Regions from separate parts of the Danio rerio genome. Here region 1 is linked to region 2. Evidence: chromatin contacts called from public HiCAR-type data. All regions are on one chromosome and are shown on one strand. Each heading gives the region's core, a stretch centred on a gene start, on an enhancer-like site or on the middle of the called end of the contact. The rest is flanking DNA. Distances are from core to core; before and after follow the strand shown. Region 1 holds the start of atp5pd (ATP synthase peripheral stalk subunit d). Region 2 holds the start of znf750 (zinc finger protein 750).

Region 1 (6,854 bases), core at 1,748-4,247, 290 kb after region 2:
AAAAGTATATTTAATCACGTGTTATGTCACATCGGTTTAGTATACTTGGTTTAATTCATGAAATTTGACTTATTGCTGGTTTACAAGTCAGAAAAAGGAATAAAACGGCATTAAAAGTAGCATAAACCGTAACAATGACCAAAACACATTTAAACAATGTGCTAAGCAACCCAGTTAAAGTTAAAGTTTTACATTAAAGTAAATAAAAATTTCATTTTAAAACAACAACAAAAAAACTAGTATTCAACCTAACTTTCAGAAGTAAACTTTCAGAACTAACTTTCTGAAGTAAACCTTTTAAAATGTATTACCATATTACCCTGAAATTAGTGATAAACTTTTTAATGTTATATGCTTCTTTTTAAGTTTAAATTGATGTGGCCATCCTTAAGAGTAGTTTGATAAATGTTAGATATGTATATATTCTTCACATTAACTAGTAAAAATATTAATAATAAATAAATAAATAATAATAACAATTAATAAATCACAAAATATATATTTAAAAAAAGGAAAAAAAAAAAGAAACAGTATACTTTAAAACTGTTTCACGTTTTAATTTTTATCCTGAAGGAAATGTATAAAATCTAGTTATATTGGGGGGGATTGGGTGTTGGTGATGGAGAAGTCATGACATTTTTATATATTATATCAGAATAAATTCTGTTAAGATGTTTTCCCCCAAACATTAAGTCCAGGACCCTCTACTGATCAGCACCTGACCCGTGTTTTACTCAGGACCACAACAATCTTGGCTTACAAAGCACATTAGCTTTGTTTAAATAAATAAATAAATAAATGGCTGTAATGAATTTACCCATCGCTCCTACATAATTTACAAATTAGACAAATCGTGTGGTTCATGTTCTTCATGTACAGTCCAGTGGACTCACTTTGCTGAGATGGCATCGCTGCGGGTCTTCAGACTGTTGAACATGGCCCTCTGGTTCGGTGGGACCCTCTCTGCAAAAGCCAGCCAATCAATGGCCTTCACGGCTGCACGTCGACCTGCCATTTTGCTGCTCCTACCAAAACATTTTAATTCAGAGGTGCTTATTATGAACTTCGCAGAAGTTAAGCAAAGACCATCAAGTGCATGCAAAGTAAACTGTATAAGCAACAACTCCCAAGGAAAATAAATTCATGCATATGTCAATTTATTATTATTTATAATATTTATTATTATTAATAACAGTTTGAACTTTTAACCAATTGTTTACTTCAGTCTAACAGAAAGACAACATCCAAAATTTCGGTTATCAGACTGTATTAATTTGTGTCTGTAGATTTAAATTACAACACATATGTATTTTTAGGATTGCCTTCTCAAAATTTATATTTTGGTCTTTGCACAGAGCCATAAATGTCCACCTCAGCAGCAGGTACATACACCAAACTTCACAGTTGTATTAATATCTGTATTCTGAAGGTTTTTACACACATTTATGTTCATAATTTGCCCAATTATGTATATATACAGAGCATTTAAAAATGTGTCTTTTTGGGTATAGTGTTACTGAATTATGAAGAAGAGCAATTCCAGCGTTATGGATGTGACATTTGCAGTAAAAACTAAGAACATAAATTCACATGGAAAGTGAATGTTAACATATATTGAAACATCATTATACATATATATTATATATTTTTTAGAACAACTGATCACTGAGTTGAGGGAGTAGAACACTATCAATCTGTAAACATGCATGTACTTTTAATGAGGAAAATAAGTATGCGTTATGGATGCGAGTTTGCAGTATAAGAGATACTTTGTAGAAATTCTGTGAATTAAACTGCACAACCCAAAAGAAATGATGCTAATCAAAAGGATAAAATGTCTCTCTATAGAACAAAAATTTACTTTTTTTCAATTTGACATTTTTGCATTTATGAGGGAAAAAAAGTGTCATTATGGATGTGAACATGTCTCTGTTATGGATGTGACGGATCTGAAATTGCCAGTTGTGTGACTTTGGTAAATCAAAGATAATAGTTTGAAAACACTGACAGAAACATTTTTTTGAGTATTTTCAAAGTACTGTAAAATACAAGCCTACAAAAAAAAAATAATAATAATAATAAATAAAAATTAAACGTAAAAAGTTTCATATTTTGGTAAAAACTTTTCTCATGACAAGGTTGACATTTGCATGGAATTGCCCAGTAATAAAAAAACACCAAAATTACCTTTGTAAAAGTCGTTGAAATAAAATAATAATAAATCACCTGACTTAATTCAATGTCAAAATGTCTGTGCTATAGAAATGTATGCAACTTGGTGTGTTTAACAAAATAAAGCCCCATTTGTGTAACAAGGCATATACATATATATATATATATATATATATATATATATATATATATATATATATATATATATATATATATATATAAATTATATTTTTTTTTGCAAACTTCCAATGCAATACAGTTTATATAATTGAATTATTCTTAGAATAGTCATTTATAGCTCGTTATTTTAATTCTCGCCATTATACCTCATTTTTAAACAATTCACCTTGCCTTCATTATAAATGTTTTAACGTAAAGCATTAAATAGTGAGCTATATTTGAACATGTGCTATTATTATACAAAAATAATACTGAATGTTTAACGTTAGATGTTATATGCAAACATTTGTGAATACAAGACTCAGAAAGACACGACTTTACTTACTTAGCTATAAGGTTGATCTCTTTTCTCATTTAAACAGTTCTCATAACAATTAAGATGCATTTTGATTACAGGAATATGGCAAATTAAAACAAAAGAAATGATAATCCTTCTCTAACGCAGAGATAAGTCAACAAGACAAGGTCAGCGTGTTGCGAGCTGACAAATACAACTATGTAAATTCCACGTCGTGTCTCAATAACAGTAGGCTACGTCCTAATATTAATTGTTATGTCGAGAAAAGATAATAGGACCTGTAATTATTAGGAAAATGATGGAATCTTGACCGTACTTACTGCTCAAGGATCAAGCCGCTGCAATGACAGAAGCGTGATGGCGGCTGGAGAGCGGAAACGCGGTTAAGAAAGCAGCGCTCCTTACTGAGACCCAGCGGCTTGGAGAAAAACTGCAGCTCATATGAATAACACACTAGACTGACGAGTCCACCAGAGGGCAGGAAACAGACACATGGCTTAATAAGATTATCCCCCAAGGATTAATATTTTTGTGTAATTTAATTTAAAAAATAAATTCTACAATTGAAGTCAACGGTTTCAGCTTTCTTCAAAGATATGTCTGCTTTAAAAATAACATGGCAAGATTTTGATGCTTGTTTGCTGTTTTAAGCTCTTTTTTTGCAGGTCATGTTCATCCATTCATTTTTTTTTCGGCTTAGTCCCTGAGCCACAATCAATAAATTTTGCATAATTTTTTTCTTTATAGTTAAAGTCCCTTATATAGTATTTGATACAAATGATTATTTTATCATATTGATCTTTTTTTTGCAACCCTGTAAACACCCATACACTCATTCACACACTAATACACATGGCCAACTTAGTTTATTTAATTATACCACATGTCTTTGGACTATGGAAAACCGGAGCCCCTGGTGGAGGAAACCCACACGAACTTGGGGAGAGTGAGTACCCTTCCGCCCCTTATCCTTAACAGAAAATAAATAAATAAATAAATAAATAAATAAATAAATAAATAAATAAATAAATAAACTTGAGGTAAATGAATAAAACATAGGTTAAAATCACTTCAAATTATGGTAATCATTGTTACAGCTTCTGATTTGCAAAGAAACATAACCATGCATGTGCTCTTTTTTTGTCCCTCTGTGTTTGTATACCTTGTGATCCTGATGTCAAAATGTCCTCAATATTTGATTTGTTAAAAAAATATAAGAGCATGCTTAAAACGTTTTATTGTTATTCATATTAATTCATTCGGCTTAGTCCCTTTATTAATCCGGGTCGCCACAGCGGAATGAACCGCCAACTTATCCAGCACGTTTTTGTAGCGGATCCACACACTTATACACTACAGACAGTTTAGCTTACCCAATTCACCTGTACCGCATGTCTTTGAACTGTGGGGGAAATTGGAGCACCCGGTGAAAACCCACGTGAACGCAGGGAGAACATGCAAACTCCACACGGAAACGCCGATGCTCGAACCAGCAACCCAGCGACCTTCTTGCTGTGAGGCAACAGCACCTACTGCGCCACTGCGTTATCACAGTATTTGCATTTTCTTTTTAATACAGTTTAATAAAATTAAAAACAGCATTCATAAAAATATTTTTTGTAATACTGTCACCTGTGTGATAATATCAAGGCCTATTTTTATACAATTAAAAATAAACTACAAAGGTTACAGCCAAGACTGCTTGTCAGCAAAAAAAAAAAAAAAAAAAAAAAAAAAATCTGCCAGTTGTAAGAAATTAATTTCTAAGTAAAAACAACCATATCAGCAAAACAAAACATTAAATACATAAATAAATTGACTACCATATTTAAACGTACTCCTTAACATTATTATGTGATATTAATAAGACTGCTGTAAGAAAACGAAAAAAGCAACAAAAAAAAAAAAACCCCTATGAAAACACCTTATCTTATCATGAAAACGGGATGCTCTTTGTTGAGGTGGGTGGGATTGACGAAATTGTCACTGTCATGCTATTACGTCAGAGTTCGATATTGTGGCAAAGGGGCAAGGATGAAAAAAATCATGATGGAGTTGATAAAGTACAGTCACGAGCTCCCTGTAATCCCGTCTCCATCGCAGCGCTGCCCGCAGGGAGAGTTGCGCGTTCCCGCAGCGCCAGAGCTCGCGTGCCGTTCACCACGCGGGTCACGCAGGGCCGGACAGGGCGAGCGAGCATTCAACAACAGGACCACTACACGGCAAGAACAGATGACCACCAGCTCCTAAAGGTGAGGGGAGAAACATAATAATAAAACTGCTGGATGTTTTTTAGAGGAGCTTCATCACACGGATGAGTAGCCGCGCGCGAGTAAAACAGGTGTGTTGATTTCATCTCATTATCTCTGCTTTGATGCTGGTGGTAGGATATGCGTTAAAAAGTGAGATGAACAGTAATCTATAGATACGTGTTTTAAAAGGTAATTGTAGCTTTAATTTGTGTTATGATGAAATTAATTACTAGTGTGCTAACTGTTATTATATTAAACAACCAACTGTAGCACGTGCAATTTGTTCATGGAGAGACAGCGAAAAATATTAAGCGTGATACAAACATATTGTCGGTTGCCAGTTACAGTTATTCATAGGTCCATGTGGACCAGTGCCCTCAGGAGCTGTTATGCCTGTATGTGCGTGTGATGCTGTGAAACTGAAAAGAAAGAGGAATTAAGAAACTCTAAAGGAGCGCTGAGAATAAATCAGATTTATATTAGTCAAGATCTATATTCGTCATTAGCTTGATCAATTTCCATAATTAGATGTATTAGAATTTTTTTTATTAATTATTATAAGAGTTATTTCATATTGGTTTATTTATAAAGACACGTTGTGATACTGAAATTTTGTGGATGTGCATATGCAATATTATCGAAATAATAATAAAACAATAAAAAAGACACACTGCAAGCTTTAAAGCAAAATTAGATGTTTTGAATCATGATGCTCTCATGGGCAAAATCATAAAAATGCAAAACCCTACAGAAACTGATTTACATAATAAAAATCATATTCATAATTTACTCAATGTTGTTTGCATAAGAAGCTATCATTATATTACCATATGTCTAAAACATAAAGTAAATAATAAAAATAAATTATATTTATAATTGTTATAACCCTAACTCTCAGATTGAATTAAATATACATTTACACAGTCAAATATAATATAATATAATATAATATAATATAATATAATATAATATAATATAGGGCGAAGCAGTGGCGCAGTAGGTAATGCTGTCACCTGACAGCAAGAAGGTCGCTGGTTCCAGCCTCGGCTCAGTCGGCGTTTCTGTGTGGAGTTTGCATGTTCTCCCTGAGTTCGCGTGGGTTTCCTCCGGGTGCCCCGGTTTCCCCCACAGTCCAAAGACATGTGGTACAGGTGAATTGGGTAGGCTAAATTGTCCGTAGTGTATGAGTGTGTGTTTGTGGATGTTTCCCAGAGATGGGTTGCGGCTGGAAGGGCATCCGCTGCGTAAAAACCTGCTGGAAAAGTTGGCGGTTCATTCCGCTGTGGCGACACCGGATTAATAAACAGACTAAGCCGACAAGAAAATGAATGAATGAATGAATAATATAATATAGGCGACACAGTGACGCAGTAGGTAGTGCTGTCGCCTCACAGCAAAAAGGTCGCTGGTTCGAGCCATGGCTGGGTAAGTTGGCATTTCTGTGTGGAGTTTGCTTGTTCTCCCTGCGTTCATGTGGGTTTCCTCTGGGTGCTCTCCCACAGTCCTAAAACATGCGATATAGTTGAATTGGGTAGGCTAAATGCTGACATTGAGTGTGAATGAGTATGTATGGATCTCTGCCATACGCTGCGTAAAACATGTGCTGGATAAGTTGGCAGTTCATTCTGCTGTGGTGACCCCCAGAATAATAAAGGGAGTAAGCTGAAAAGAAAACGAATGAATGAATATAATATAATATAATATAATATAATATAATATAATATAATATAATATAATATAACAGCAAGAGGGGCGCTGGTTCGAACCTCGGCTCAGTTGGCGTTTCTGTGTGGAGTTTGCATGTTTTCCCTGCGTTCGCATGGGTTTCCTCTGGGTGCTCCGGTTTCCCCCACAGTCCAAAGACATGCGGTACAAGTGAATTAGCGAAATGTTTCCCAGAGATGTGTTGCAGCTGGAAGGGTATCCGCTGCATAAAACATATGCTAGATCAG
Region 2 (7,038 bases), core at 3,667-6,166:
CAATTGTGTTTTTCATGACCAGGTACCAGAGGGGAAGTCGGTCACTTGCTGTGAACCTGGCCCAGTCTTCTGTCACTGAAAGTGTAGAGGCTACAAAACCTGATCTAGAGTCTGTTAGCCAGGAAGAAGACTATGACATACCTCAGGAGGTAGAGAATGTCATTGGTAAATATCTATTTGTTTTATTTTCTTAACATTCTCTTGTAAAAGAAACAAACATTCTCTTGTAAAGCTAATTTGCATAATCTGTTGTAGAACAACTGCTGTTGGGACTGAAAGACAAAGAGACTATAGTCCGATGGTCTTCTGCCAAAGGGTGAGAATAGTCACGTTCGTAAATTACACTTTGTTTTATTTGGCCTAACTGAACTGGCTATCATAGTGTCATGCTTCTCTCTGAAAAAAATGTATAGCAAAAGCAAATGATTATTGTTATTTTTTTAACCAGCATTCCTTTTTTTAACTGTCTGCAGGATTGGAAGAGTAACTGGTAGACTGCCTAAAGAGCTTGCTGATGACGTGGTTGAATCTGTTTTAGATTGTTTCAGGTATGAAATTACATACCTGAGATGTAATGATATGATTGAAGTGTTTTCAAATACGGAATTTTATTATATTACACTATATATATTTTTTTTATAATGTGCAGTTTTCAGGAAACAGATAATGCTTGGCATGGGGGCTGCCTGGCTCTTGCAGAGCTAGGCCGAAGAGGACTGCTGCTTCCTTCTCGTCTGTCAGACGGTTAGTTTGTATTTTCTTTTAATCTGTTATATTTGAAACCTGCCTTACCAACATAAGTTATGGTGGCTGAGAGAGCTTTAGCCTGCTGCAATTTAAGAAAGCATATGCAATTACAAAAAAAAACGCCAGCAAATTGAGAAAAGATCTGTTTGACAGCACACGTCATTTCTGCATTACACTTTCGAATAGCTCCAAAAACAAATAAACTGTTTCAAGGAGACCATAAATCGTGACAGACCTGACTATTCAGGTAATGATTCTTTAGGCTTATAAATACAAAAGACATGGTTCTCGGGATATTAAAATAAACAAACAGGAACTCGCCTATCAAAGATCACTTACAACTTCGCTGAGCACTTCACAGCACAGCGGCATCCATCACTTGAGTTTTTCCATTTTTGGGTCCACTTGAAACACTCAGCCATCGTATTAAGTAGTCAAACTCATTAATCCTAATCTGAGAATAATGTGCGTTCTTTGTACTTATCATGCCCCACTTCAGAAATACTCAGGAAAATGAAATAAAATTTATTCAAACACTTTATTCAAATATTACAAGTTTGGCTTGTTTTTTTATTGAGTAAAAATGCCACCACCCACTCACTTTTTGTTACATTACATTGAATATTTGTCAAAGCGAACAAGCTTCTTAGTAAACTGGGGTGCTGTCTTTTTCTAGTCAGTGCATAATGTTTATACATCAAGAATACTTAAAAACGTGTTTATTTACATAAATCTTTAAGGGAGATGCTTTTATTCAAAGTATCTTACATTGAACGTATACATTATCAGTTCAATCATAACTTTAAAATTCATAAGTAAGTTATTTTACGGCCATAAATACTATAATAATTCAAGACTTGATAGTAGCTGCTGGCCATATTTCTGCAAAGTCTCTCTTTAATGTTGATGTTTTCACTGGACCGCTTTTCTCTCTCAACCATCTGAATTGCAGCAGTTCACTATTTAACTACTCTTCATCAGCAGTTTTGTGACCTTTTTCTTCGTGGACGGGATGATTCTTTAACCTTTGCTCGTTTGTTAGTGTTTCTTAAGGGTCTATTATTTGCCCTTTTTTGTCCCAATGCCAACACGCTTGCATTGAGTATGTTAGGACTGTCTTTGACTGAGCAGTTGTCAGAAGAAGGAAGACACTTAGTGTTCTGGCTCTCGGTCACACCTTGTTGCTTAACAGAAGTGTCATTGATGATGTCCCTTGAGCTAGCTAACTGGCATAAAGCAAAGGCTGCTGTCTGCCTTTGGTCACATGGTTCTAGATCCTGGGGTGACTCAGTTGTGGATACTTCAGCATTGCTGATGGTTTCTTTTTCCGGAGTTTCAGAGGTGTTGGGCAAGGCTTGGTTGCTGGACTGTACCCTGAGGCAGAGGTTGAGCGGAGCCTCTTCTTGACTACTTTCTGAATCATAATGCAGTTCTCGGTCAGGATAGTGATGATGTGTCATGTTGTCGGATGTGGCCTGGTCCCTTTTTGAAAGGTTAAGAGGACCTATCTCCTCTTCGGTTTCTTCATCCTCTTCCTTGTCTGAAATGTCACTGCTTCTTGCAGAAATTGTGGTTTGTGAATCATACCTGTAAAGATGAGACAAGATGTCATGTTATGAATGTTTTGCAAGGAGGAAATTAATCATGCGTATATCATATTTATTTGTCCCGCTTAGATTGTACCTACCTTTCTGTCTTTTGTAACACTTTCTCTTGATTTTGTCCACATGGCATTTTGGGTAAGTTATCATTTGCTTTAGTCGACCCTGATATGATATGCGATTGGCTGCCTGAGTGAGACTCCCCATGGGAAGCAAGTCTGAGTCCAACAGGGATACGCTGGGTGACATCTGCAGTACTGGGCCTGTCTGGAGACCCAGAGGCATCACATCCTTCTAAAGGACTCTCGCGAATACCTTTGTCTCCTGTATTATGCTCCTGCACTGCCCTATCCTCAGCAAGCCTGCTGTAAGATTCAGGATGCGTTAGGGGGACCAGGTGCCCTCCATACTCTCGAGGATAAAATCTGCTACTGTACACATCCAGAGGAAGATACCTGGATCTCTGTAAGGGTATAGAGAGTTCAGGGTGCTGATAGAAGCTGTAGGGTAGAGGTGGACTGGGGAAAATAGAGTGACCATATCTGTAGTGATAAGGGTGGAGAAGGGAAGAATTAGGTGGGATCAAAGGTGACGGCACTAGTGGTCTCTGGGTCTCTCGAGGTGCTACTTGGTAGGCTGGAGTGCTTGCTTGGTTATGTGGGTAGGGTGCGTAGAGGGGAGGCAAGGACCTTTCGGGCACCATGTATGGAGGATATTCTGGTATTGGAGGAAGAAGATGTGCTGAGGAAGCAGATGTTACCCAAGGTGCAATTTGTTGGTAGAAGTGAGGAATGGTTGATTGATCATCCTTATGTGGAGACAAAGAAAGAGCTTCACTTTCGCATGTTCGTGCAACTGGCGAGAAGGCCGAAGATATTTTGTTCTGTGCAATGTCCATGTCTTCACTTTTGTCCTTGGCCTCAAGAGCTGGCTCAGTGTCATCTTTACTGACCTCCTTGATGGGACTTTGAGGCTTTTCTCTTGCTTCCTTAGTCACCGCTTTCTCAATCTTGACATTTTCTATAGGTTTGGTTGATTCAGCATCCAGTGGTAGCTCTTTGCTGTTGTGACTGAAAGCTGGGCTATGCTGGGAAGCTCTGGATGCTTTCCCTGTCTGTTCCATGCGCTGAGACACCAGAGAGATGGAGTTCTTGCACAGATTATACTTCATGTGGTTGAAGAGGTGAGACTTGATGTTGCAGGTGAATGGACATTGGAAACACTGATATTTAAAAGGCTTGCCAGGAGGACGAGGAATGTAATGGGGTTTCTTCGGTTTTCTGCCCTGAAGGGTTTCCATAGTGGTGCAGTTGTTCAAATCCAGTGCTGCGTGGTTTGTCAGTCCTATCTGCCAATGGGGAAATAAAAAAAAAAATGTATATATGATTAACAGTTCTGCCACACCCTGTAAGAGCAGCACTCTTCATTTGTTTTTGGGTCACAACTTACTAGTAATAGAAATAAATATAGCAAATTCATTGTCTTTTAAACCTTTTATTTAGAATGTAGCCGCTCTTTAATGTTTGCTGGATTCTGTTTTAGCATGACACACTCTAGCTGCACTACCGAAGCCTGAAGTGTAGGCCTGTAGAAACATGCTCCCCTTCTTCAAAATTTGATGGCGTGGGAAACCTCATACACCTGTTTCCCATGACCTTACCTGCAGGATACAAGATATTTAAATGTTAATCTTACTCGCACTGTAAATGTAGAGAAGCTACCCCAACTATTCATTTGAAATCGGATTTTATAACACTGGTAACAACATGGACTTCTTCAGTGCTTGAAGGAATTTCTTCTACAGTTCATCACTACAATGAGGATACGTAATGGTCTGGTAAGTGTGCAAAGATTTTGAGGCCTGAAGGTTTGTATTGGTGCTAAGAAGATTGAAGAAAGAGATTGTCAGGCAAGTTATGCAGAAAATGACTCCACCTTAAGGAACCTGTTTGTCACTAGCTGTCGCAAGAAGTGGTGGCTCAGGTTTTGGCTCCCATGTTTTATACGAAGCCGCTCCCTCCTCAAGGCACAAATTAAAAGACATTTTTTGTTGGATTGTGAAATTACATTTTGCTGCAATATCCATTGTTTCCTGGTTTTAATTCTGTAAATAACCCAATATCTTGTGAAATGTGAAAAAGTTTATTTTTTTTCTAAATGGAAAAACTTTATAGGTTGCTTATAGCCTGAACAACCACATGACAAGTAAACTTTTTTTACAAGGTGTAGTCTAGCAGGTGCAACTAAAGTCAGCTATTTGGATCTACCTCTGAAACACCTGCCTGACATGACACCAACAGTTAAGCTTTAAGAAATGTTACAGTTGATCATACACATGAACAGTACATATGAACAACAGTAACAATGACTGCAGTCATTATCAATCGACATTGTCATACTCTTACCTGTTGTCAGATTCCACGTTCACGATATTGGATGTATCATTGATGGATGTAGATCCACAGTGGTCATCCAGAAGTCTCTGAAGTGGAAGAGTTTGTCTGGCGTGCTTGTCCTCGAAATCGACTGTCTGTTCGTTTAGGTGCTCCGTCTAGATTCTGATGAGTCTGATGAGCCTCTCGCCTTCTCTCTTAGGTGTTGACTCTGTGGGGTGGAGTCTGTGCCCAAGCAGTAGAGCCCTGAGGCAGCATCAATGCGCCTGCTATTAGGCAAGCCCCAAGCCACGATACGCTGCTAGTTTGCCTCCTTGTCTCACCTGCTTGTGACAATCCACATGGACTTTAAAATCCAGACAAGACTGTTTGCGCCTTTTGTTTGCCTAAATGGTTGAATTAGCTCAGGAGTGGTGGAGTTAGGTGTGAAGCAGGTTTGAGGATGTTGTCAGAGGGGTGTGGAAATATTCAGGACAACCAGTGAGATTTGCATGTGTGCTGCGCTTGATGTGAAGTGTCTTTCAGAGTGATTATGAAAATTCTTGTTCTGAGCTTGCAGTTATTTATGCTGCATCCGGATCGTAGTTTTCACAAATGGGGTTAGTTTTATTTTGAAATACATTCACATTTATTCACAATACAGTACTCACTGCATATACAGCATGAATCATAAACTGTGAATACTGTTCATTTTGGCCCCACCAACATTTTAGGAAAATTGTTCCTTGTAATATCTTTCCAAAAAAAGTATTTATTTTTAGTGTAATTATGTGTATCTATTTGTTTGCAACACTTTTTATGTACCACGTTTCAGTACATCCAATACATACATTTTTGTGTGTGTGTGTGTGTGTGTGTGTGTGTGTGTGTGTGTGTGTATGTATGTATATATATATATATATATATATATATATATATATATATATATATATATATATATATATATATATATATATATATATATATACAGGCTTTATACAAAAATTAATCTAATAAAAAATGACTTTAATATTTAAGTTTTCAGCAGTGATAACAAGAATGAAAACTTTTTTGGTTCGAGAAAGAAATTGTTCAACAAGTTACAGTATACTGTCTAGCGGAAAATAAATAATAAATAAACTATTTATGAATAAATAATTTGAATACATTTAAAAAATATATTAAAGGTAATAAATAAAATATGCATAGACACAGTAAACAAATGAATGATTACATTATATTTTACATGCAGACAAAGTCGTAGAAAAAAAATAGCAATGCAATAGTGATTAAAATGTACGTCCTACAATTTAATCATTTTAAATTTACCCTGCTTTAGACAGAAATAAGGAATAGCATCTTAGTTCAGCAAACTTTATACAAAACACCAGCAGTTATCCCCGCTATCATCCTCTAACCACAGAAAGTGGATTGCTGGATTGCATTTATAAATACAAGCACAACCATGTGAGAGGGATGCAGGCTTGCTATTTGTCTTGTTACAGCGTTGCCAGCCAATAAAGAATGTGTTCCCTTCGTGGACATCAGGATGGCAAGAAATAATTTTGCTAGCTTGGGTAGTAAAATAAAACTGGTGTTCATAACGACCACCTTTCGAGAGAATTTCCCATGGTGTTAATGTCAGGCATCTGAAAAAAATCTTATATTTAATCCTCAGTTGTAGTTTGGCTGCTTTTAACTTTGGATCAGGATGTTTGTCGCTTACGTTTGTCATTTTGATTTCGTTTATGGAAAATTTACGCTCGAGAAGTGGATTGTTTCTGACAGCACCTACTAGTGGTTGAAGTAGTTGATCGCTCGACTAGTCTATGCAATAGAGATGTGCGGATCAGCTTAAATGATACCCGGCGGTGGGGGGATAGTCGTGGACTCCACCCTCTCTATTCTGCCTTCGTAGGCAGCCGCCTGGGTTGCCTCTAAGCATGCGCCAGCTCAGTGTGAATATCAACAGCAGATTCAGTGAGCTTTAATCTGCGCATCTCTGATAGTAAAATAATACTTTAATCGTAAACGTTTTTAAATGAACATTTATTTATAAAAACAAAAGTTTGTCTTTAGACAACATTTTCTTCATTTTTCAAATAGATACAGAAAGTAAAAATAAGACATTTTTAGTTTTTACAGATACAGGAACAAGATAAAAAAAAGGATGCTACTTCAGCCTAAACGGCAGCTTTGTTATGTTTACTTGGCCTTTTTCTTCGCACTGTGCAAAGACAGAATAGCATCTATTGTGCCTGTATTCGGGCGATTCCGCCTCGCATCCAAAACGCGGCCAGCTGCACTGAATGAGCATT

Evidence for each region. HiCAR-type assays count read pairs that join an accessible place to other places.
Region 1: a contact with region 2 is called in a HiCAR-type map of caudal fin, with 8 times the contacts expected there. The contact joins the promoter of atp5pd here to the promoter of znf750 in region 2. A contact is called at or near these places in 3 of 18 Hi-C or Micro-C datasets (caudal fin, hematopoietic stem cells and skeletal muscle) and 2 of 4 datasets of contacts at active chromatin or transcription factors (caudal fin and embryo).

The regions. Positions count from the first base shown.
Region 1 is chr3:49,640,731-49,647,584 of GRCz12tu, forward strand. atp5pd (ATP synthase peripheral stalk subunit d) reads right to left here and starts at 2,998. Exons shown (of 6, transcript NM_200702.1): 1 at 2,971-2,998; 2 at 894-1,025. The coding sequence starts at 1,015. slc16a5b (solute carrier family 16 member 5b) reads left to right here and starts at 4,655. Exons shown (of 5, transcript XM_021474725.3): 1 at 4,655-4,902.
Region 2 is chr3:49,344,826-49,351,863 of GRCz12tu, forward strand. znf750 (zinc finger protein 750) reads right to left here and starts at 4,917. Exons shown (of 3, transcript NM_001017786.1): 1 at 4,754-4,917; 2 at 2,435-3,696; 3 at 1,267-2,334. The coding sequence starts at 3,648. The coding sequence ends at 1,725. It overlaps tbcd (tubulin folding cofactor D), which reads left to right. Exons shown (of 39, transcript XM_073944965.1): 10 at 23-165; 11 at 256-316; 12 at 474-548; 13 at 650-744.